Regions from separate parts of the Sus scrofa genome. Here all the other regions are linked to region 4. Evidence: chromatin contacts called from public HiChIP or PLAC-seq data. All regions are on one chromosome and are shown on one strand. Each heading gives the region's core, a stretch centred on a gene start, on an enhancer-like site or on the middle of the called end of the contact. The rest is flanking DNA. Distances are from core to core; before and after follow the strand shown.

Region 1 (5,123 bases), core at 719-3,218, 170 kb before region 4:
AGCTTCCATCTACCCTAATCCTTACCTGTGGCCTTATTTTCCACTCCAAAACTTTAAGACCACCTCCTATACTCTCCCAGTGATGGGGGGTGGGGCACAGTCTGTGCCCTGCTGTGATCTTTGCCTGACAAAGCAATACAAGCTTTTTTTTTCTCCTTCACCCCACACTCTGTCTCAACATTTCTATTCCACACCAGTGGACACGTATCCCAAACGCAGCCTCTGTACACTGCACCAACTAGGTTTCAGAGGTTTGGGTGAAGCAGAAAGAATAGCTTCATTGCTTTGCCAAGCAAAGGAGGCCACAGCAGGCTAACTCCTCAAATCTGTGTCTTGCCTTGAGAGAGGATAGCAAGGGGTTTTACAGGTTTAGCTCAGGGAGTTCCCTTGAAGGCTCAGTGGTTAATGAACCTAAGATCCACGAGGTTGTGGGTTTGATCTCTGGCCTCGCTCATCGGATTAAGGAGCTGCCACTGCTGTGAGCTGGAGTTTAGGTCCCAGACTCCGCTTGAATCCAGCGTTACTGTGGTTGTGGCATAGGCCAGCAGCTGTAGCTCTGATTTGAGCCCTAGCCTGGGAACTTGCATATCCCGAGGGCGTGGCCCTAAAAAGCAAAAAATTTAAAAATTAAAAATATAGGTTTAACTCTGAAGACAGGGTTATTGATCAAGGTGTCTGCATTATTCTCCCTTCGTAGATCATTTCAGAGTCATAAAGGCCTGCATCAGATGGTCCGGTGATGGTTTTCTGGTTGTTTAGGGGTTATTGTTCCTTGACCTTTTCTCTGGAAAGACTATTGCTTACAGGGAGGGGTGTTAGGGAGGGTTCCAACTACAAAAGAAAACACTAGGTGCAATAAAACACTAGGTGCAATATAACTCTAGAAAATAAACATTAGTAAAAGAAAGCAGTTAAGCAAGCAAGAGATCATAGGTGAAAAGCCAGTTAGAGTAAGCTTGTGGGCCAAGGCAGGGCATAATATCACAGAGATTGTTTTAACTAGTTTTAGCTCTAACAATATTTTCTAATCATTAACTCTTGTGTCAGCCTTTTGAGACTGAGGGGAGGCCAGGAAGCCTAAAGGAAAAGTCTTTTACTTCAAAAGACAAAGACTTAGGAGCTTGTACATAGAGATAGAGGCAGAGCAAATTTCAGCAATGCTTACGCTTGGGTCCTCAATCCACTACAATTTGACTTCTGCTCCTACTCTGTGAAAGCCTAACTTTTTTTCCAGCGTTTGACACCATTTCCTACTCTCTCTCTCTTTTTTTTTTTTTTTTTTTTTGGTCTGCTTGTGGCCACACCTGCAGCACAAGGACGTTCCCAGGCTAGGGGTGGAATCAGAGCCACAGCTGCCGCCCTACGCCAGAGCTACAGCAATGCCTCTGGATCTTTAACCCACTGAGCCAGGCCAGGGATTGTACCCCCATCCTCATGGATCCTAGTTGGGTTTCTGATGAGCCACAAGGGAAACACCAACAACTTCCTATTCTTTAAATTCTCTTTTGTTTGGGCTTCTCTGACGTCACACCTTGTGAGAGTTGAGGTACGTGACACAAGTGACTTAAAAAGAGGGAAACAGAAGGAAAATGCAAACAGCAAAGGCTGCAAAGATGAGTGTGGGCTGCTACTTTTTGAGAGGGGCCTTGAGAGGCGGCAGAGCCGGCCACAGTGGGCATTAAAACAAAGTGACCATGACTCTCATCCTCACTTTCACTCTTTTCCTAACCCTCTTCCTTTGGGGACTCCAAGATACTCAAGGAAAAATGAGAAGGTAAGGCCCTCGCAACAGGCGGCGGGGCGGGGCCTGCGGAAAAGGCGAGCTCTGCCGGCGGCCCAAACAGCCCGACGAAGGAGGGGGAGGTGGCGCTTCCGGCCGGCGTAACCCTTGCGCAGGGCCGCGGATGCAGCTCGGGAGCAGGCGGCTCTACAGCGTTCGGGTGTGCGTGTGCGCATGCGTGTGCGCGTGCGTTGCTGCACTTCCGGCTGAGGCGAGCGCAACCTCTGGAAGTGTTGGGCCACCGCATGAGGAGCTCTCGCGTCTCTAAGGCAGTCAGTTATTCACTCCTGCCCGGTGTATCACCTGTATCCGTACGGGATACCCTGGAGCTGGCGCTGGGAAGAGAGCGGGAACCGCCTGGGCCTGGTGCACCTTTCGCGTCTTGCGTTCCCTGACTGGCTCTCATCCAGCTGCGCCGAAAGGGGCAAGGGATCAGAGTTGGGGAGAAGATCCAGGTGAAGTTTCTCTGCAGATCCAGCGCCGTTAAACCTTTCGAGCGCACAGTTTTTTTAAAAATGAAGAAATTAAGGCTTAAGGAACTAGAAAGTCGCCTGCAACAAGTGGATGGATTCGAAAAGCCCAAGCTACTTCTAGAACAGTATCCAACCAGGCCGCACATTGCAGGTAGGGCGGCTGATGTTCACGCCCTTGTTTCGCGGGTTAGTCCTGTCTGCTCATTTCGTAATGAAAATAGAACAGTTATTTGGATACCGGCAACGTCTAGAAAGACGTTGCTCTAAGATTACTTATTGCGTTAGAGAGGACTCGACACCGCGGCCAAAGACACGCACGTACAAGACACTATCGTTTTATTATCTGGTTTTCTGCATACCTCTTAACACTGTCAGACATCTTTTTAATGTATTTGTTAATCTAATTACACTTCGAACTCCTTGAGGGCGAAAATGTGCTGGTCTTGTTTACACAACTCCCAGTTAGAAGAGTTCCTTGAACTACTTGGGAGCTCAGTAAATTATTTGCTAAATAAGGATCAATTTCCTAGTGCAACACATTGCCAGCCCAAGGATTCCTTGCCCTAGAAATAAATACTACAGTTGGTAGCAGAAAGACTTGAGTTTTAACAATCCAGAATAGGTGCTATATAAAGATGAGGATGCATTTCAATTTTAACAAATGATCTGAAAATCAGCAGTATTGCTTGATGTGAGAGATTGATACTGGAAGTATAAAAATACAGAAAAAAACATTTGTATTTAATAAACATTACTGGAGTTCCCTTTGTGGAATAGCTTTGGCCTAACGGGATCATGGGATCATTGGTGGCTTTGGAGACAAAGGGATGTAGGTTGGATCCCTAGTGGGCACAGTGGGTTAAGGATATGGTGTTGTGGTGCAGCTGCTGGGTAGGTTGCAACTGGGGCTTGGATCTGATCCCTGGCTAGGGAACTCCACATGCCAGCAGGTGGCCAAAAACAGAAAAAAATAAATAAACATTACCAGAGTCATTGGAGGAGTCAGGTAGATTAATTTGTTGTGGATATCTGCAAGGAGAAATCCCTCCCCGCCCCCAAGAAAATGAAGGAAAAAATGTGTATACCTGCACTTAACTCCAATGTATAGTCTTTAATTCCAACCAAAAATTGGCACAAAATTGTGTCTGGGTTAAGACCAGTTATCTCACTTTAGATAATGATTTCCTTAATGTCTTCTGGCTGTAGGGTTTCATAGTAGAATCCTTATTTTTTCCCCAAGTAACAATCAGTTGTTTGAAACCCCTGTGTGTCACATACACATGGTTGTGCTAATTCTTTGAAATACTAGCTTCAAAGTCACTAATACCTGCCGCAATCGCTAGAACAGCACAGACAGCCTGAGACATCCCTGTAATTGTGTTTTTAATAAAACCTCTGGATCCTGGGACATCAGTGATGCCCAGCAGCCCTTGGTGAATTCAGATATCCACAGGGAGATAGCAGTGGAGTATTCATGCTTAACCTACATCATATTCCACACCTTCATGTATTTGAAAGATCTTTCCCATCTCAGAAGCTTTGCTCTGCTCCTCAATAGTTCTCTTCTCTGGTCTCATTGGTAGGATATATGTGTCTGTAGATCATGAATATACGTGTCTAAAGGCTGTACTGTGGATGTAGCTTTTTCCTTTCCCATTCTAGCTTGAACTTAATGGTACCTGTATTATGGTGACAAACTTACTGCAAAAAAAGTTCTGTTTTAATGTTAATGTTTGCTCACTATTATTAGTTCCCAGACTTAAAAGTTTCACAGATCAGTAAAATTTCACAATTTTAGAAACTGATAGAGTTGCCAAGTTTATATTTTGAGAAAGAAGGATTTTTTAATTTTTTATTTTGTTTTTGTCTTTTGTCTTTTTAGGGCCACACCCACAGCATATGGATGTTCCCCGGCTAGGGGTTGAACCGGACCTGTAGCTGCTGGCCTACACCACAGCCACACAGGATCTGGAGCCACATCTGCAACCTACACCACAGCTCACTGCAACGTTGGATCCTTAACTCAGTGAGTGGGACCAGGGATGGAACCTGTGTTCTCATGGATACTAGTTGGGTTTGTTAACTACTGAGCCACAAGGGGAACTCCAAGGATGTTTTTTTAAACCTATTTACTCTTACATCCTTTTATAAAAATATTTCAACATCAAAGAAAACTGATGTATGTGTGTATGGCAATGTTTTGAACAGGTTATAGAAATTGACTGTATTTTTCTCATTTAACCTTAAACTTCTGACATTCTTGGCATTGTCAGCAGAGACTAGTTTGGGGAACCAGTGATATGTATTATCATCCTATTTATGAATCTCTTATTATATATCAAGTTACTATACTTTGTTATTTTTTAATAATCTAGAACACCATTTGGGAGAGGACTAAATAATGCAAGACTCGAATCCAACTAGGAACCATGAGGTTGCGGGTTTGATCTGTGGCCTTGCTCGTGGGTTAAGGATCCAGTGTTGCTGTGAGCTGTGGTGTAGGTTGCAGACGTGGTCCGATCTGGTGTTGCTGTGGCTCTGGCATAGGCCAGCAGCAATAGCTCCAATTAGACCCCTAGCCTGGGAACCTCCATATGCTGAGGGTGCAGCCCTAAAACAAAGGACAAAAAGACAAAATAATAATAATAAATAATGCAAGACATTGTTTTATAAAGATTCATTTACACAGATTGGATTTTGGTCAACTTGCCTATTTATTCCTTAATATGTTTTTTTCATCTTTTAGCGTGTATGCTCTATACAATCCACAATACATATGATGACATTGAAAACAAAATGGTTGCAGATCTAGGATGTGGCTGTGGAGTGCTTAGCATCGGAACTGCAATGCTAGGAGCAGGGTATGTGTT
Region 2 (5,584 bases), core at 1,606-4,105, 200 kb before region 4:
TACCTCGGTCACTTTGCTATATAGCAGAAATTGGTACACTATAAATCAAATATACTTTAATAAAAATATTCAACTAAAAAAATTTCAAAGTTTTAATAGCACTCTGTTGATGAGGCTGTCAGAATGCAAGGAGTCACATGCTATGCTTGCTACTAACCCTTATGGGGGGCAATCTGTAAGTTCCACTTAGAGAATTTAGCCCATTGATATTCTTGCACAGGTGGGAAAAGACAGGTATACCAGTTTATTTCAGACTGAAGCCCAAATGTCCATCAAAAGTGATGATTAAATAAAAAATGGCAAATTCATGATGTGGAACACTATGCAGTTTTTTTTAAGTCGAGTACACTAATTAATGAGAACCTACTATATATAGCACAGGAAAATCTACTCAATAGTTTGTAATAACCTATAAGGGAAAAAAGAATGGATATATTTATAGGTATGACTGATTCACTCTGCCATACACTGAAACTAATACAACATTATAAATCAACTACACTCCAAATAAGTTACTTTTAACTAAACAGAATACACTGATTTATTGACATGGAAAGACCCATTAAATAAGTGAAAACTGAAAGATGTATAGAACAGTGCATGTAATGTTACCTTTTGCATAAAAGGAGACTGAAAAATCAAAACACATATTCATCCTTGTTTGTTTTTGCACTGAGAAACTAATGGGAAGAAACTGGGCAGATGGGAGACAGGATGAGAGTGAAATTTCAAACTGTGCATCTTTTTATTTTATTGTTTTCCTTTTTTAACTACATAAATATTTTACCTATTCAATTATTCAATTTTTAAAGCATTTTTAAGTGTCAGGCATACACTTTAAGCTCAAAAATGTTAACTGCAATTATTATTATTGTTGTTAGCAACAGCAGTATTATAAATATTATCATTATTAGCAAGCTCAATATACCTTCTTTCTGAAGCTTTTTTCTTACTCCCTCTGCACAGAAGGCTCCTCTAACTCCCAGACTATTTAAGGAATTTATCATTTTCTACTCTAGCGTAAGCAGCTTAAGGGGTAGGTCAATGTCTTGTTCATCTGTAATACTCTGGGAGCCTTGCTTGTACCTAGTAGATACAAACATACAAACCTTATGGAGAAACAGTAACCTACAAATACTCCAAAGAAAATAGTGACCATTTCTATAGGGATTATACTCTATTGTTAATTATAAGACCTGAAAATTGAAAAACTTGAATGACTGGATTTGCTAACATTCTTTCAACTACTGAATGAATGCCCAGCCAAAATCTCCTCTCTTGGACTAAGTTTCTTCTTTTCCCAGGACTTCCCCCAGCACTACATCCTAAGCTAAGACACAACATGTACCAACTCTTTAACTCACTGCAATCTCTGAAATATCTTTTGTCCTAAATCCAAACACTCTAGTACATCACTTCTATCGAAAAAGCATTTGTTGGTGTTTCCTTTTAGACAGAGGTTCACATATTAGTTAGTGAATAAAGTGCCCTTTTAACTGGAGAAGACCTAACACTTGATTCCTAGCTCGCTTGGTGTTTTGTTTGCTCTTCTGGTATGGAGGGTATTCTATAACTGCTCGCTCAGTAGCTCATTTCTAGATGTCATTCCAGCACACCAAATACTCCACTGACAGCTCAACAGTCACTTTTCATGCATGCCCCTCCCCTTCCCTCCTCCCTCAACCCCCATCAGCTCAAGAGCTCCTTACTGACACACTGACAGTTCAGAAGTCCCTTTGCACAAGCTGTCCTCCCCTGCAGCTGCAAGGCCACCTCCCCGACTCTCATCATTTTGCGACCCAATTTGAGCCCCAATATCATCCCCTTCCCAGCCAATCCAAATCACATCATCAAGTTCTTCCCAAGAAGCAGGCAGCTTTAAAGCCTTGCCCAACTAGTACACAATGACAGCTCGACATCAGATTCCCCAAGTACTATTTCCTCCTCTCTCCCCTCCCATCCCACGCACTGTCTCTTTTCTCGCACTCACTCACTCACTCGCCTCGGCTTCCCCGAAAATTCACAGCCTCCTTCTCTAAACATGCTCTCCGCTCTACCCCTACCCCATCCCCTTTGCACCGCTGACAGCTCAGTCATCGCCATCCCCGTGTAGCTGCACCCTTCCCAACTCCTCTCCCTTGACAGCTCAGGGTCGGCTCCGAGCTCCCCCTTTCCAAGGCCTCCCCAAACCTCGGCCTGGGCCTCCAGCGCTGCCCCCCGCCGGGGGGAGGTCTCCACTCACCCACTCTCCCGCATCACGTTGCTGTCCCCACAGTCACAGGCACCCCCGGCCTGGCTGCGGAACATGTTGAAGTCGTGTCCGGTGTGGTCACCCTGGTGGAAGCACTCGGCGCACAGCGACATGCAAGGGGAGATGCCGCACGTCCGGCAGCGGTAGGCCACGAAGTTGGCTGTCCAGACCAGGCCGCAGAGCGCCGCGGGGTCGTAGGCCCGCACTGCCGCGCAGAACTCGTCGTAGCCTCCGCCTCCAGCCAAAGGCACTTACACCACTCCAGGGCCTCCTCCTCGGCCGCCCCCGGACCGCCCCCGCCGCTGGCCGCTGCCGCCTCCTCGCCGTCCGCAGCCGCTGCCAGTGGCCGCTCGGCGCTCAGCACCCGCTCCAGCAGTGCCTGCAGCTCCTCAGCACCTGCCCGGTTGTCCGGCCGGCTGAGGGCCGCCTTCAGGTGCGCGGCGGTGGCCGCCTTGTCCAGGGCCAGCCCCTGTGCGGGCACCTCAGGTTGGGATGACTGCGGCCCCCCGACGGCCGCCGCGGCCGCCGCCGCCATGATGAGAGCTCAGAATTTGGAGAGTCCAGGGCCGGCGGCTCCTCTGGGGAGGGTGGGGGAATTGACTGCTGCGACTGCTCGGCCCGCCCAACTCTCGCGATACCCCGGGGCTTCTGCGCACCTACGCCTGCGTCCCCGCCCCTGCACACGCCCCCTCCCGCCGGGTGCCAGCTTCCCGACCTTTTCGCCTGGGGTGGTCGTCCTGTGTCTTCCTCCAACCTCTTGGCTCTCAGCTTATCGTTGAGAGCCGCTAAAATAAGGGACACGACTTAAAAAAAATTTAATGCGGGCAATGTGGAAAATCTGTAATGGGGATAATTTTTCCTTTATTTACCTGGACTATAGACATTATAGACAGTATCTTTCAGATACTACATCTACATTTCGTTTTAAGATGTAGATTACCACTTATCAAATCCTTAATTGCTATTGAATTACAATTATTATTGAAAAAACCTCCTAATGGTTCCCCTTGAATCAATTCTCTTTTTTTATTAAAGCTGATTTACAGTGTGCCAATTTCTGCTGAACAGCAAAGCGACTCAGTCGTATATGTGTGTGTGTGTGTGTGTGTGTGTATGAATATATATTGTATATATTTACACACATGCATGTGGGTATGTGTGTATATATATATATATTATTTTCCATCATGGTCTATCCCAGGAGATTGGATATAGTCGCCTGTGCTATACAGTAGGACCTCGTTTCCCCCGAATCAATTCTTACCCTTAACACTATTTCCAGTTTAATCTTTTTTTTTTTTTTTTTTTTTTGTCTTTGCTAGGTCCGCTGGGGCAGCATATGGAGGTTCCCAGGCTAGTGGTTTAATCGCAGCTGTAGCCGCTGGCCTACGCCAGAGCCACAGCAACGCGGGATCTGAGCGTGACTGCAACCTACACCACAGCTCACCGCAACGCGAATCATTAACCCACCGAGCAAGGTCAAGGATGGAACCAAAACGTCATGGTTCCTAGTCGGATTCGTTAACCACTGAGCCACAACGGGGAACTCCTCCAGTTTAATCTTCTAACATACATTTTTTAGAGGATTAAGGTACATTATTACCATCACTCTCCTGTTCAAACTCTTTAGTGGAAACAAAAGGGAACTCCTTGAATCTTCTTTTAAAGTCCACTACAGTCACAGGTATCCCAACCTAACTTTCTATCATTATCTTTTGATTCTACTCCAAGTTTGCCATTTGAATGAGACTAATGGGGCTGTTTTATGTTTTCTGAAGATGCTTTATGCTTTTCTGCTTTTGCTCTTTATTGTTCCTAATTCCACTCCGTACAGTCACCCCACACCCCTGTTCTAGCAATGTCTGCCCATTTAATTTCCCTTCTTCAAAAAAAAAAATAGCTCTGAACTTTTTTGATGATATAGCCTATTGCCAGCACTGTGAAAAACTTCATCCCCACAGCATTGATAAATTTCTTAAGGGCAAAGAATGAATTTTCTTCATCATTGCCCATAAGTGTTCAAATATTTGATTATTGTTGTTAAATGGAACATAATTACAGTAGATAATGTTTGATGCATATTTCCTGTGTGCCTCATTCTTTCTATGGGTAACAACCCTCTCAATAATTCTATAAAGTAAGGAAACTAAAACATAAGGAGGTAATTTATGTGTCCCAAAAAGACACAACTGACAAATGAGAGGTGACTGAAATGCAGATCCATCTGAGTCCAAAGCTCTGCTCTTTCTACCACATCAATGCTTCCCAAACTTGCCTGACCCTAAGAATCAGCTGAAGTTTTACTCACAAAAACACATTCTGGGGCCCATCTCAGACCCAGGGAATCAAAGTCTCCAGAGGTTACACTGCCGTATCTAGCAAAATCTGAATCTTAAAAGAGATCATCACTGATGATCCTTCCAGAACTAAAAATCTGCAGCATATTAAGTTCCTGTAGCTCACCTCCAGAGAGCTGGATGTATTATTAAAAGTAACTTAGTAACACATGACAAGAACAACCAAAAATGAAAAAAGCTGGAGTTCCCTTGTGGCCTAGCAATTTGGGACTGAGTGTTGTCATTGCTGTGGCTCAGGTTCCACCCCTGACCCTTGAACTTCCAAATGCCTTGGGGTATGGCCAAAAAAAGAAAACAGCTGTAGGAGAAGCAATCCAAGAAATTAGAGTAATAGTATTTCCAATCCATAACCAGTGATATAAATGAATCTAGCATAACTAATACGTACTATTTCACATGTCCTGATCCTACATTAATAAAGCATTTCACAATCATCACTTAACAGCGGTAAATAATTCAAAAAATGCTCAATAATTCCCTTTATGAATCACCAAGTTGTAAACCAAATGAAATCTAGGAACATTAGAACTAGTGTGTGTTCACTAATCAGTGTCTATGGTTTCAGACAGTTGGGGAAGTGTGCTGATATCTGTCCAGGATTGCTTTCCTGTGAAGAAAAACAGGGTGTGTGCTCCGCTTCACCATGATGATGCACACTAGCAAATGCATCCTCATTTCAGCATTCCTCAATGGCCCGCACACAGTCTGTTTGACAGAAACACAATTTCTACAAATTTCTACAAAATTGCACCACTTGTCACCAGTGCCTCTTTTTTTCTGCAACAAAAACAAACAAAAAAATTTAGGAGTTCCCACTGTGGTGCAGTGGATTAAAAATCTGACTACAGCAGCTAGGGTCACTGCAGATGGTTCAATCCCCAGCCAGGCACAATGATCCAGCGTTGCAGCGGCTGCAGTGTAGGTCACAGCTGCAGCTCAAACTCGGTCCCTGGCCTAGGAATTTCACACGCTCCAG
Region 3 (5,288 bases), core at 770-3,269, 150 kb before region 4:
CAAATGATCACTATACTGAAATTAAAAGCTCTGTTTTTGTTTTGAGGCCCTAAATTTCCTTTCAAAGAGCCTGTTTTTGCAGTGTAATACCACAACAATCATACCTCAATTTGATGACAGATTTTGGCCTCCAGAGCAGCCAGTTTTTCATTATCACCATTTTCAGCCATTGTGGCGGATCTGTAAAATTTCCCATATTGGCATAAGGAGGTTATTTTTCACATAAAACTCAAGACCATTTTTTAAGTTTTAAAATTATTAGTATCCCAACATTTTCCTAAAAATCACTATTTTTTCATTTCAAAGGTTCAATTTTTCTACTCAATCCTCAAATTCCAACCAAAGAAACTTTGATGGAAAACGGAAAAGCTATGGATAATCTACACCCTTTTCAGTAAATCACTGTTCCAGCTTCTTCCTACAACACAGTGAGTGGTTAATCCTCATTTAGATGATCTAGAAAGCTTTGGGGGGGAAAAACTCCATTCAACCACTTACCAACCATTACTAGATTTAAACAGATCACCATCTGTCAGTATATTACCATGGATCTCAGCCTAGTTTGGTGTGGGTCGAATTTCTTTTGAAATTAGTCACAGCTGACTTACCAAAAACTTATGAACAAGATTATACATCAAAACTTTAAGATAAAAAGAATTCAAACATCACAGTCACGATTAGATTAAATGGTGATTTGAGAGCCTGGGGACACTAATACAACATTAAACTAGGAGTATGCCTATTAATTTTCTAATATATTGGTTAATCTTACAGCCAGTTTCCTGTTTCACATCCCCGACAATAACACTGCAGGAAAAAAAAAATCCCGGACAATACCAACTGTGAAGTTGGTTTGCTAGGAATAACAAAGTCTTCTGACTTCAAATTACTTGCTTCTAGTGCTCTACCAAACCATCGAAATACAATGTTCAATAGTGTATTTATAAGGATTCATCAAGGATATCTGCCATTGATCAACTCTAACGATGAACTGTGACTGGTACACTTCTTGGAAGCATCATTTTATATACTATAATTGCTATGCAACAACCTGGATGCACAATGGAAAATCTCATACGGTGCAACATTTCTTTACAAAATATGATCAATCTTATGAACTGGTTTGTCGACCACAATTTCTAAGCTATTACCGTGATGTAGGGCCCCCTACAAAGAAAAGGGTGAGATAAAAGAACTATTTAGTCCTCGTAAGACTTCTTGGGCCTACCCAATTTTGGAACTTCGTTTCATGAGATACCTTCCCAGAATGTACAACTAAAAGTGTAACATTTACCCACACTTTCCAATTTCCCCCCGAAGCCTTTTTGTGAGTCAATGAGAACCATAAAAATCCAAGAGGGACGCCAGGGGAACGCCTGCGGCCCCTATTCCTCGGCCTCCAGTCTGTATCACATGATCCAAAAAACCCGTCGGCGTTTAACCCACGCCAACCTTCCCACAAACTTACACAGTCGAACATCTGCTTTCGGCGACACAGGAAAGCGGTGGAGGTACGAAACCTTAAAGATGCAGTGGGGGAGGCGGGCAGCCCGCGTCCAAAGAACGCGCGAGCGCCGCGTCCCAAAGCAACCATTGGATCGCCTGGGCCCCAGTCAAGTGCGGGAAACCTCCCCCTGCTCCTACGAGGAACGAACCTCGCGATGGCCTGCGCACCTCCCCCCGCCGCCCCGCCACCAGCTCAGCGCGCCGCCTCCGGCTGCGGCCCACGCGGCGCTCGCCCCGAACGCGAGGAAGGCGAGGGGCGGACGCACCCAGCGTGAGGCAGCAAGGAAAGGGAACGCGCCGTCGCGCGCCACGCAAAGCAGACCCTTTTGTACCTTCATCTCTTAGCTACCGGGAGTTGCTCACCTTTAAGTTCCCGGTCCCACACAGCCGCGCCACAGGGTCACTAACAGCGACAGCAACGTCCGGACTTCCCAACGCCGCCAAATGCCCGACGCGCGTAAAGAAGATGGGGGCCGTCCCGGCAGCCCTTGCGGCCAGAGTGGGCGGGGCTTCGGGCGTGCCGGAGCCGGTTCCGCGCTCTGAGCATGCGCCTGGGCCTCGGGCCCGAGGCCACAGGAGTCCCACCCACCGTTCGAGGAGATTGGGTTAGGAAGTCCCGCCGGATATTGAAGGGTGTTAGGATAAATGTTTCTTTTTACGTATTTCTGGATGGCATTTGTATTTCCAGCCCTTCATTAGGCTCTCTGTTTTCTAAAATGTTTGTTTTTTTCCCCTAGAAGCTATCCTTTTAAAAATTATTTAAATTTTCAGTGATTTTTCTCCCTTAAAAAAAAAAAGACAAATTTTTTAAAAAAGGAAAGACGGAGTTTTAGAGTTGAGATAACAATAGAGAGTTCAAGAGCTGGAATTCTGAAATCACACTGCCTGTATTCAAATAAAGGCTCTTCAGTTTACAGACTGTGACCTTGGGCACTTTACTCAACTTCTCTATCCCTCACATGTAAAATGGAGCAAATAATAAATATCACGTATCTCATACAGTTGTGAGCATTAAATGTGATAAAGCATATATACCTTGCCAGGAACTGTGCCTGACATATAGTAAGAGAAGCAGCATATATTAATTTAAAACAAACAGGAGTTCCCGTTGTGGCTCAATGGTTTAAGAACCCGACAAGTATCCATGAGGATGTGGATTAGAGGATCTGGTGTTCCCCGAAGCTGGAGTGTAGGTCGCACACCCGATTGACCCAGCGTTACTGTGGCTGTGACTGATTGGACCCCTAGCCTGGGAACTTCCATATGCAGCAGGTGTGGCCTTAAAAAGGGGGGGCGGGGGGACAAAACTTGTCATTTTAGTAGTTCCCATCATGGCTCAGTGGAAATGATTCTGACTAGTATCCATGAGGATGCAGATTCCATCCTGGCCTCGCTCAGTGAAGTTAAGGATGCAGTGTTGAGGAGAACTGTGGTGTAGGTCACAGATGTGCTTCTATATGGCATTGCTGTGGCTGTGGCATAGGCCAGTGGCTACAGCTCCCATTCGACCCCTAGCCTGGGAACCTCCATATGCTGCGAGTGTGGCCCTAAAGACAAAAAAAAAAAAAAAAAAAAAAAGTCATTTTAGATGACCAAAATGCTATCTAGTTCGGAAATCTGTTGCCTCTACTAAAGACTTTTCCTATTAGTACATTTTTTGCACAATAATTTTAGTTTAAATGTTCCTTTTTGTTGGAGTTCCCTCTGTGGCACAACAGGATGAATGTGCCATCCTCCTCCTCCTCCCCTCTCCCTCCATCCATGCGCAGGGATGACGGTTCCCTCCCAGGAGGGCAGTGGGTTAAGGATCCTGTGTTGCTGCAACTGTTGTGTAGGTCACAATTCTAGCTTGGATTGGATCCCTGGCAGGGAACTCCATATGTCCCAGGGACTGCCACAAAAAAAAAAAAAAAAAAAAAGAGTTCCCTCAGGCTGGAGCATGTTAAGGATCCCAGGTTGTGATTGCAGAGCTGTGGCATGAGTTTGTGAGTTCGATCACTGGCCGGAGAACTTCCACGTGCCCTGAGCGATGGTGGCAGCAGCATCATCATCATCATGGTCACTTAAAGGAGTTTTTTCTTTCTTTCTTTTTTTTTTCAGGGCAACACTGGATCATTAAAGGAGTTTTTTCTTGTAGTAAGGCAATCTTTTATTTTCCCCCAAGTTTTCTTGAAAATTTGAAATGATATTGGTGAAATAGCCTGTTAAATGATCTCAAAGGTTTTTGGCAGTCCCAAAACAGATCAAATGATTTTATTTGTAAAACAATGCAGTAATAGATTCAGTCCAGATAGTGTATCAAGCCAATGAGAAAACTATTTCTCTCTGTCTCTGTTTTTTTTTTTTTTTTTTTTTTTGTCCTTTTTAGGGCCACACTCACAGCATATGGAGGTTCCCAGGCTAGGGGTCTAATCAGAGCTACAGCTGCTGGCCACGGCCACAGCCACAGCAACGCAGGATCCGAGCCTCGTCTGCAACCTACATCACAGCTCACGGCAACACCAGATCGTTAATCCACTGAGCAAGGCTAGGGATCGAACTCGCAACCTCATGGTTCCTAGTCGGATTTGTTTCCACTGAGCCACGACAGGAACTCTGAGAAAGCCATTAATGGAGTTATGCTCAGCTAGTTTAAATCCAAATTAATGGTGTTCTCTTTTATCCACTTAACAAATATTTATCTACCTCCTACCTGGTGCCAGGACAAAATAAAAACTTAATTCACTTTTTGATCAAGTCAGTCAGAATATAGGTATTTAACAGAACAAATAATACAAATGTCGGGGTACTACCACGATTCCACTGGACAAACCATTTACTACCTGCCTACTAATGTCCTGGTATGGAGCTTGGCAGTGGGAATAAAAAAAAGACCCAGACTCTGCCTGGAGATGGTGGCACTCAGACAAATGTTACTGCTCATTTATAGCCCCACACTTGGTAGAACTGCAGATATAGTCTGCCAGGGACAACACTTACTGCAGAACATTTATTGTTTCCATCTGATCTCCAGTCCTTTACTCTCCCTTTCTTCTTTTCTCCTTTCTCCCTCTCTCTTTCTTCTACCAGCCAACTCCATGCAGCTACCACATGGATTCCTGGCTGCATACAAAAAGGAAGTTTCATTTTTTTCAGATGAAGCACCAAGAAGATGCTCTCTCATGCAGATATCCATCTCTCTCATAACACAACTTTGTAGGATAATGTACTAAAAGACTATCTCTGGCTGTAGATTTTTTTTTTCTTTTTTGGACAACCTGTGGAGTTCCCAGACCAGGCATCAGAGCTGAGCCTCAGCTGTGGCAACTGTGCAGCTGAGGATCAAACCTAGGTCCCCAGCGCTGCAGAGATGCCACTGATCCCATTGTATCACAGTGGGAGCTCCTTTGGTTGTAGATTTAATACAATCATTTTAGAGAGCAATTTGGCAATATCTGCCAAAGTTTATGATATGCAGAGCTGATGGCCCCAAAATCTACTCCTAAAAATATATTCTAGGGAAATTTTTATGTCTGTGAATAAGAAGACATGTGCAAAAATATTCATAGCAGCATGGTATATAAATGCAGAGAATTGGAAATCCACTAAATGTCTATCAAAAAAGAAAGAGTAACTACACTGTGATGTAATTAAACAATAAACTATATAGTAATGAAAACAAGCCAAAACTACATGCACTGACATTGTTGAAATTCAAAAACATGATGCTGAGTTAAAAAAAAGGATTTGGGAGAGTTCCCATTATGGCTCAGCTGTAATGAGCCCAACTAGTATACATGAGG
Region 4 (5,604 bases), core at 1,450-3,949:
CTCCCTGTTCCTGTTTTTAAAATAACCATTTTAGAGTCCCCTGGTGGCACAGAGGTTAAAGACTTGGCGATGTCACTTGGAACTACCAAAAGCAGTGGGCATGACCAAAAAAAAAAATTAATATCAAAAATTGATACCTATATTTATAAGTAGGCTATAGTTAAATTTTGAGAACAAGCTGGTGGTCATTTTAAGCCACCACTAAAACTGAAACATAGTGCAAAAGATTTCCTGTCTGGCAGTAAAAGTACAAAGTCCCAGCTACAGGAGTTGTCTGAGTATTTATAATACTGTCAGTAGTAAACTTCAAGATGCAAGATCTGCCCTATAGAAATAAAAATACACCGAGCTCTTATGAAGACCACATATGCATTAAAACAGGTCAAACCATTGACACTTAAATGAAAATAAAGCTTGGTGCTAATAATAAAGACAAAGAAAATAAAAAAAGAGCAATATCACTCTCTAGCAGAGAGATTTGCAACGAACTCTTCAAATCACTTTAATTAATTATATATGGATTCTAACTACATATAACAAGATACCTTAGTACATAAGGATACAGAAAATAGGTAATATAATTCTAATGAAATATCCTATAAGTAAAAAATAAGGGAAAACATCAACATGTATTTCTTAAAGAAAAAGAGCAACACTTGAAGCATTGCAGACGGTGTCCTGATAACTAATAGAACTATTTCATCCTACTATGAATGGCTACCAGTTTCCCTCTGCATAAAGAATGGATGCTGCCTGGCAGAAAATCTAATTTAAAATATGCAAAATATCAAAAGCACAAAGACTTTACTTAGAGGCCACCAATACTGCAACAAGCACCAAAAACGAAAGGCCTTTAATAAGTCACAATAAATGTAATGTATGCTCTTCACTTCACTCAGCTGAGTTCTTACTGAAAACTTATTTTACACAGAATTTTAACAAACTTGAATATTTATTTTTGAAGCCCACAGCTGATGATAGTCTGAAATCAAAGTATCATTTCATACATGAAAGGAAAAAAAAAAAAAAATGAAGTTCAGAAAGACAGCTGCGCCAGAAACAAATCCAAAGTTTCTAACCTAGTAAGTCTGCATACTCCTGACAGCAGAGGAAGGCAACTGACAATAGCCTGTAAATACAAAAACTTGAAAAAGTAAACAAAATTAAAAAAAAAACCACAGCCTCCTACTACAAGGCCCATTAAGACCTTAGAGTATCAATAATCCTGAATCATAAAACGTTAAACAATGTAAAATGAGCTCTGTTTAAAGCAGAAGTACGTTAATTTTTTCATAGGAATAATCTCATCTCAAAGGGTTAACAATTTTTAAAGGGGGGGAGATTAAACGGAGAAATTTTCAGATACACAAAAAATACGAATGAGAGAAACAGCCATTCTAGATATCTGTACCTTTACGCCTCCATTTAAAAAATGTTTTACACACCCCCTCTTCATCGTTACAAACCGGGAAACTACTGGCCCTTCTTTGCCAAATGGTAATAAAACAGACACACTCACATACTTTTCTATCCGGTTTTAGCTACTGAAAATTAACAACAGCCTAATTTCCACAACATTAAATTGTTCCTTGGACTTATTTATGATCACTATTGCTAAAACTTGGCCCTGCATAAAGTATTGTTATAGGAAGAAATTGAAATCACTGCACAAAATGGTGCTTCTATTACATTTCCAAAATGACCGAAAGTTCTCCATTCCCGCAGACCTCGATTAAGCACATTAAAAGACTAAAGATGAGCCAAATTCTCACACTTCCTCCAAGGCATATGGAGCTTCTAAGCCATCGCTTTCCTCCTAAAGAGTAATTATCGCCTGAAAGGCCTGCGCTGCTCACAGCTCCTCAGAAACGTGGGAGAACTTGGAGTCAGCTCTGGGATGAGAAGGGAACATCCTGGATTTGAGAAACAGGAGAATGCTTAACTAAGTGGCCTGTGCTACTTCACCACGCAGGATAGCCGCTGTGAGAGGAAAAGGTCGGAGTAGGGGAAAAGCCTGTCTTCAGTCTAATCTTAACCCCTGTGATCCAGGCTCCTCGCCTGCCACTCTCCAACCCTAATCTGACAAGATGGCAGGTAACGCCTCCCGCTTCCCCACCTATCCTCCCTCCTACCCCGCATCCGTGCTTAGTCTTACGATTATGAAGCATCAAAATCACCCTGGCTCCCTAGAGTTCAGGCCGCCGTCGCTGCCGCCATATTATAGCTTGTGCGGCAAAATGCGTCAGGGAGGGAGGTGTGAGCCCGAGCCGAGAGGGCGGGGGCTGGCAGGAGGAGGGCCGTTTTCCAGGCCCTAGAGGCGCGGCTGGAAACCTCCTCCAGCCCCAACAGCTGCAAAGCCCCCGCCACAGTCCTTAAGGGCTTCTGCTGGAGCCTGGCAGCCCCGATACCTCGAGGGGAAGACAGTTAAATCCACCCGGGCCTACCGCGGCGGCTCCGCCCCTCCTCGGGCCCTTCCCGCTCTCGTACGCCAGAACTGCTGCAAAGGACGCCACCGAAACAATATGGGCCCGCAGCCACCTACTTGCACCAGTATGGTCTCCTCTTCCCGGGGTCAGGTTCTTTAAAGCGCTTCAAATCTACCGCCTCCAGAAAAGGCGCTAAAGCCCACTAACCGCCTCCCTCCCCCCACCACCTAGTCCCGGCGTGGAGGGAAAGCGTCGCGCCGGAAGTACGTCATGGCTCGGCGGACCGCGTCTCCTGGTGATCCCTTGCCTGCGTCACCTCCCCCTCCCTAGAGTTCTTGGATTTTGGTGCTTGTTAAATTCCTGGTGTATCGGTAGCTTAAAGCTTTATTTGTAAGCTGACTGGGAATGTTTGTAACCAATCATTGTTCACCTCGTTGGTGAAATGAAGTGCCTCTTTTAATTAACATTTATTGATCCTCTGCCAGGGTATGGGAAGGAGACCCTAGAAGCTTCCAGGTCAGCTTCCAGTTAATGGCTATGACACAAGTCTTAAAAAACAGAACTGGGAGTTCCCGCTGTGGCTCAGCAGAAAAGAACCCCACTAGCATCCATGAGGATGCGGGTTCTATCCCTGGCTGCGCTCACTGGGTTAAGGATGGGGAGTTGCCAATACCTGCTGTGTAGGTCGCAGGTGTGTCTAGGATCTGGCACTTTGCTGTGGCTGTGTTCTAGGCCGGCAGCTGTAGCTCACATTTGACCCCTAGCCTGAGAACTTCCACATGTGGCACTGAGGCCCTAAAAAGAAAACAAACAAACGAAAAGAAAAAGTGAGGAGTTCCTCTGTGGCTCTGCAGGTTAAGGACCTGGCATGGTCACTGCTGCGCTTGAGTTGCTGCTGTGGACCAGGTTCCGCCCCTGGCCAAGGAACTTCTGCGTTCGGGGGTGTGGCCAAAAAGGGGGAAAAAAAAACACGGAAGTGAACAAAACACTACATGAGGAAAGAAGAAAATTACAAAGGGCATTGGACCTCTTTGTTATTGTTTTGTTGTTGTTTTTGTTTGCTGCATATGGAAGTTCCCAAGCCAAAGGTCGAATGGCATCTGTAGCTGAGGCCTCTGCCACAGCCACCACAATATAGGGTTGGAGCCACGTTTGTGACCTGTGCAGCAAGTGGCAGCACCGGATCCTTACCCCACTGAATGAGACCAGGGATCCAACCTGCAGTCCCTATATATAGTTTATCATTGTTTTAGTGGGTAAAGAAATTGAAGTTCAGTGAGGATAAGTGCCTCCCTCCCTGGTACACCGTTCTTAAATACCAAAGCACGTCTGACTCCAAATCCAATGTTCTTTAGGGGAAGTAGGACACCTACTGTTATTTAACGTTTTAAGAGATTAAGAATCTCTAGATTATGTTAGAATTAATTCCCCCTGCTTTTTGGTGAAGTCATCGGCAATCAAGGCAATCAATCGGGCAATCCAGTCTGGCAATCTGGAGATAGAAGGTGGGTGTCTTTTAAAGGAACCACCCTAAGAAGTCTTAGATTGTATTATTGTATGAAAAGAACATAAGTTATAATCGCTTAAAATTTTCACTCATTTTCGTTAGGTAAATTAGTAATTACCAACAACAGCTTGGCAGGTGTACACTTAAGGGTCCCGATCAATTTTACGTAACTATAAAACTGAGAGGACAGCCCCTGCCACTTTTAAGCCATTGCCTTCGTTGTAGGAGAGCAACAACATACTCTTTGTATGTTGTGTGGTTTTACACTTTGCAGTGAGGAGGGCAATTCTACAATACCTTAAAAGATCTGATTTAGGAGTTCCCTTGTGGCACAGCATGTTAAGGATCTGGCATTGTCACTGCAGTGGCTGGGGTTGCTACTGTGGCTAAGGTTTGATCCCTGGCTAGGGAGCTTCCATGTGCTGCGGGCATGGCCAAGGGAGGGGGGAGATCTGATTTATTATAAGGATTATGTTAAGAAGATTTCTTTGGGATTGGTTTGTTTAATTTTTGTTCATTTTCCTTCAGAATATATTTTCATTTAACTATGATATACACATTTTTAGATTTCTACTTACTGGTAGAGGTAATGTGGGAGTGACATTGCTGTGACATTGGTGTATTTTCCCTCTTTCTCGTTTATTCAGCCAGAGACATTTTTGAGGATATATTACAGATCATTATACTATAGTTAACATTTTGAGGTGCGCAAAGAAAACGTTACTATATCTTGTCCTAGGATATACTACCATTTGCCTATAGAAATAGACTTATATATGAAGTCACTGAAGAATTTTTGGGGGTTTTTTTGGGGGTTGTACCTGAAGCATATGGAAATTCCCAGGCTAGGGATTGAATCTGAGTTGCAGCTGTGACCTATTGCCACAGCTGCAGTAATGCTAGATCCTTAAGCACTGAGCTGGCAGGAAAAAACCACAGGATCCTTAATCTGTTGTGCCACAGCAGAAACTCCAAGAATTATTTTATAGTAAAATATTAATAAGCACTTAGATATAATATATGGACAGATTTTAGGAGATTCTTGAGAGAAGTTTTGAAGCAGCGTTACAAACATTAATTCAAGGATTGGTGGGCTGAACCATGACAAAGTTTTCAATACTGTTTTCTTAAGTTTTTGTTTTGTCTTTTTAGGGTCACACCAGTGGCATTTGGAGGTTCCCAGCCTAGGGGTCCAATCAGAGCTGTAGCTGCTGGCCTATGCTACAGCCACAGCAACGCCAGATCTGAGCTGCATCTGCAACCTACAGCACAGCTCACGGCAATGCCAGAACCTTAAACCACTGAGAGAGGCCAGATATCAAACCTCTGTCCTCATGGATACTAGTCAGATTCGTTCTGCTGAGCCACGATGGGAACTCCAAGAAATGTTTTATTTGTTTCAATTGTTATTTTTTCTTAGTGTTCTTATCCTTTTATGAAATAAATTTTATAGAATATGGTAGTTGTTTTCTTTCTGTGGATGTCCTGCTTGGACAAATGAAAAATCAGTGTTCTTGGCTGGGGCCCAAATATGTTGAAATTTCATTGGCCTGTGAGATCCCAAATTTTCTGAAATAGATTTGACATGGATGTATTGTTCCAGGAAGGAAGCTGTTGCAAGGAAAAGGGGGTATTGTTATCTCCAACAATATGGTGACTTAAAGAACAGAG

Evidence for each region. HiChIP or PLAC-seq counts read pairs in DNA pulled down with a chosen protein or histone mark.
Region 1: a contact with region 4 is called in an H3K27ac HiChIP or PLAC-seq map of alveolar macrophages. The contact joins the promoter of METTL5 here to the promoter of PPIG in region 4. A contact is called at or near these places in 6 of 47 Hi-C or Micro-C datasets (alveolar macrophages, epiblast stem cells, fetal skeletal muscle and 3 more) and 1 of 2 datasets of contacts at active chromatin or transcription factors (alveolar macrophages).
Region 2: a contact with region 4 is called in an H3K27ac HiChIP or PLAC-seq map of alveolar macrophages. The contact joins the promoter of UBR3 here to the promoter of PPIG in region 4. A contact is called at or near these places in 2 of 2 datasets of contacts at active chromatin or transcription factors (alveolar macrophages and skeletal muscle).
Region 3: an H3K27ac HiChIP or PLAC-seq map of alveolar macrophages shows a contact between it and region 4. The contact joins the promoter of SSB here to the promoter of PPIG in region 4. A contact is called at or near these places in 1 of 5 promoter capture datasets (liver), 6 of 47 Hi-C or Micro-C datasets (alveolar macrophages, epiblast stem cells, fetal skeletal muscle and 2 more) and 2 of 2 datasets of contacts at active chromatin or transcription factors (alveolar macrophages and skeletal muscle).

The regions. Positions count from the first base shown.
Region 1 is chr15:76,105,207-76,110,329 of Sscrofa11.1, reverse strand. It overlaps METTL5 (methyltransferase-like protein 5), which reads left to right and starts at 1,968. Exons shown (of 6, transcript XM_005671924.3): 1 at 1,968-2,404; 2 at 5,000-5,114. The coding sequence starts at 2,296.
Region 2 is chr15:76,132,727-76,138,310 of Sscrofa11.1, reverse strand. It overlaps UBR3 (E3 ubiquitin-protein ligase UBR3), which reads right to left and starts at 2,855. Exons shown (of 40, transcript XM_021076503.1): 1 at 2,501-2,855; 2 at 2,243-2,498. The coding sequence starts at 2,786.
Region 3 is chr15:76,085,318-76,090,605 of Sscrofa11.1, reverse strand. It overlaps SSB (lupus La protein), which reads right to left and starts at 2,019. Exons shown (of 12, transcript XM_001924998.6): 1 at 1,870-2,019; 2 at 105-180. The coding sequence starts at 170.
Region 4 is chr15:75,937,492-75,943,095 of Sscrofa11.1, reverse strand. PPIG (peptidyl-prolyl cis-trans isomerase G) reads right to left here and starts at 2,699. Exons shown (of 14, transcript XM_021076269.1): 1 at 2,543-2,699.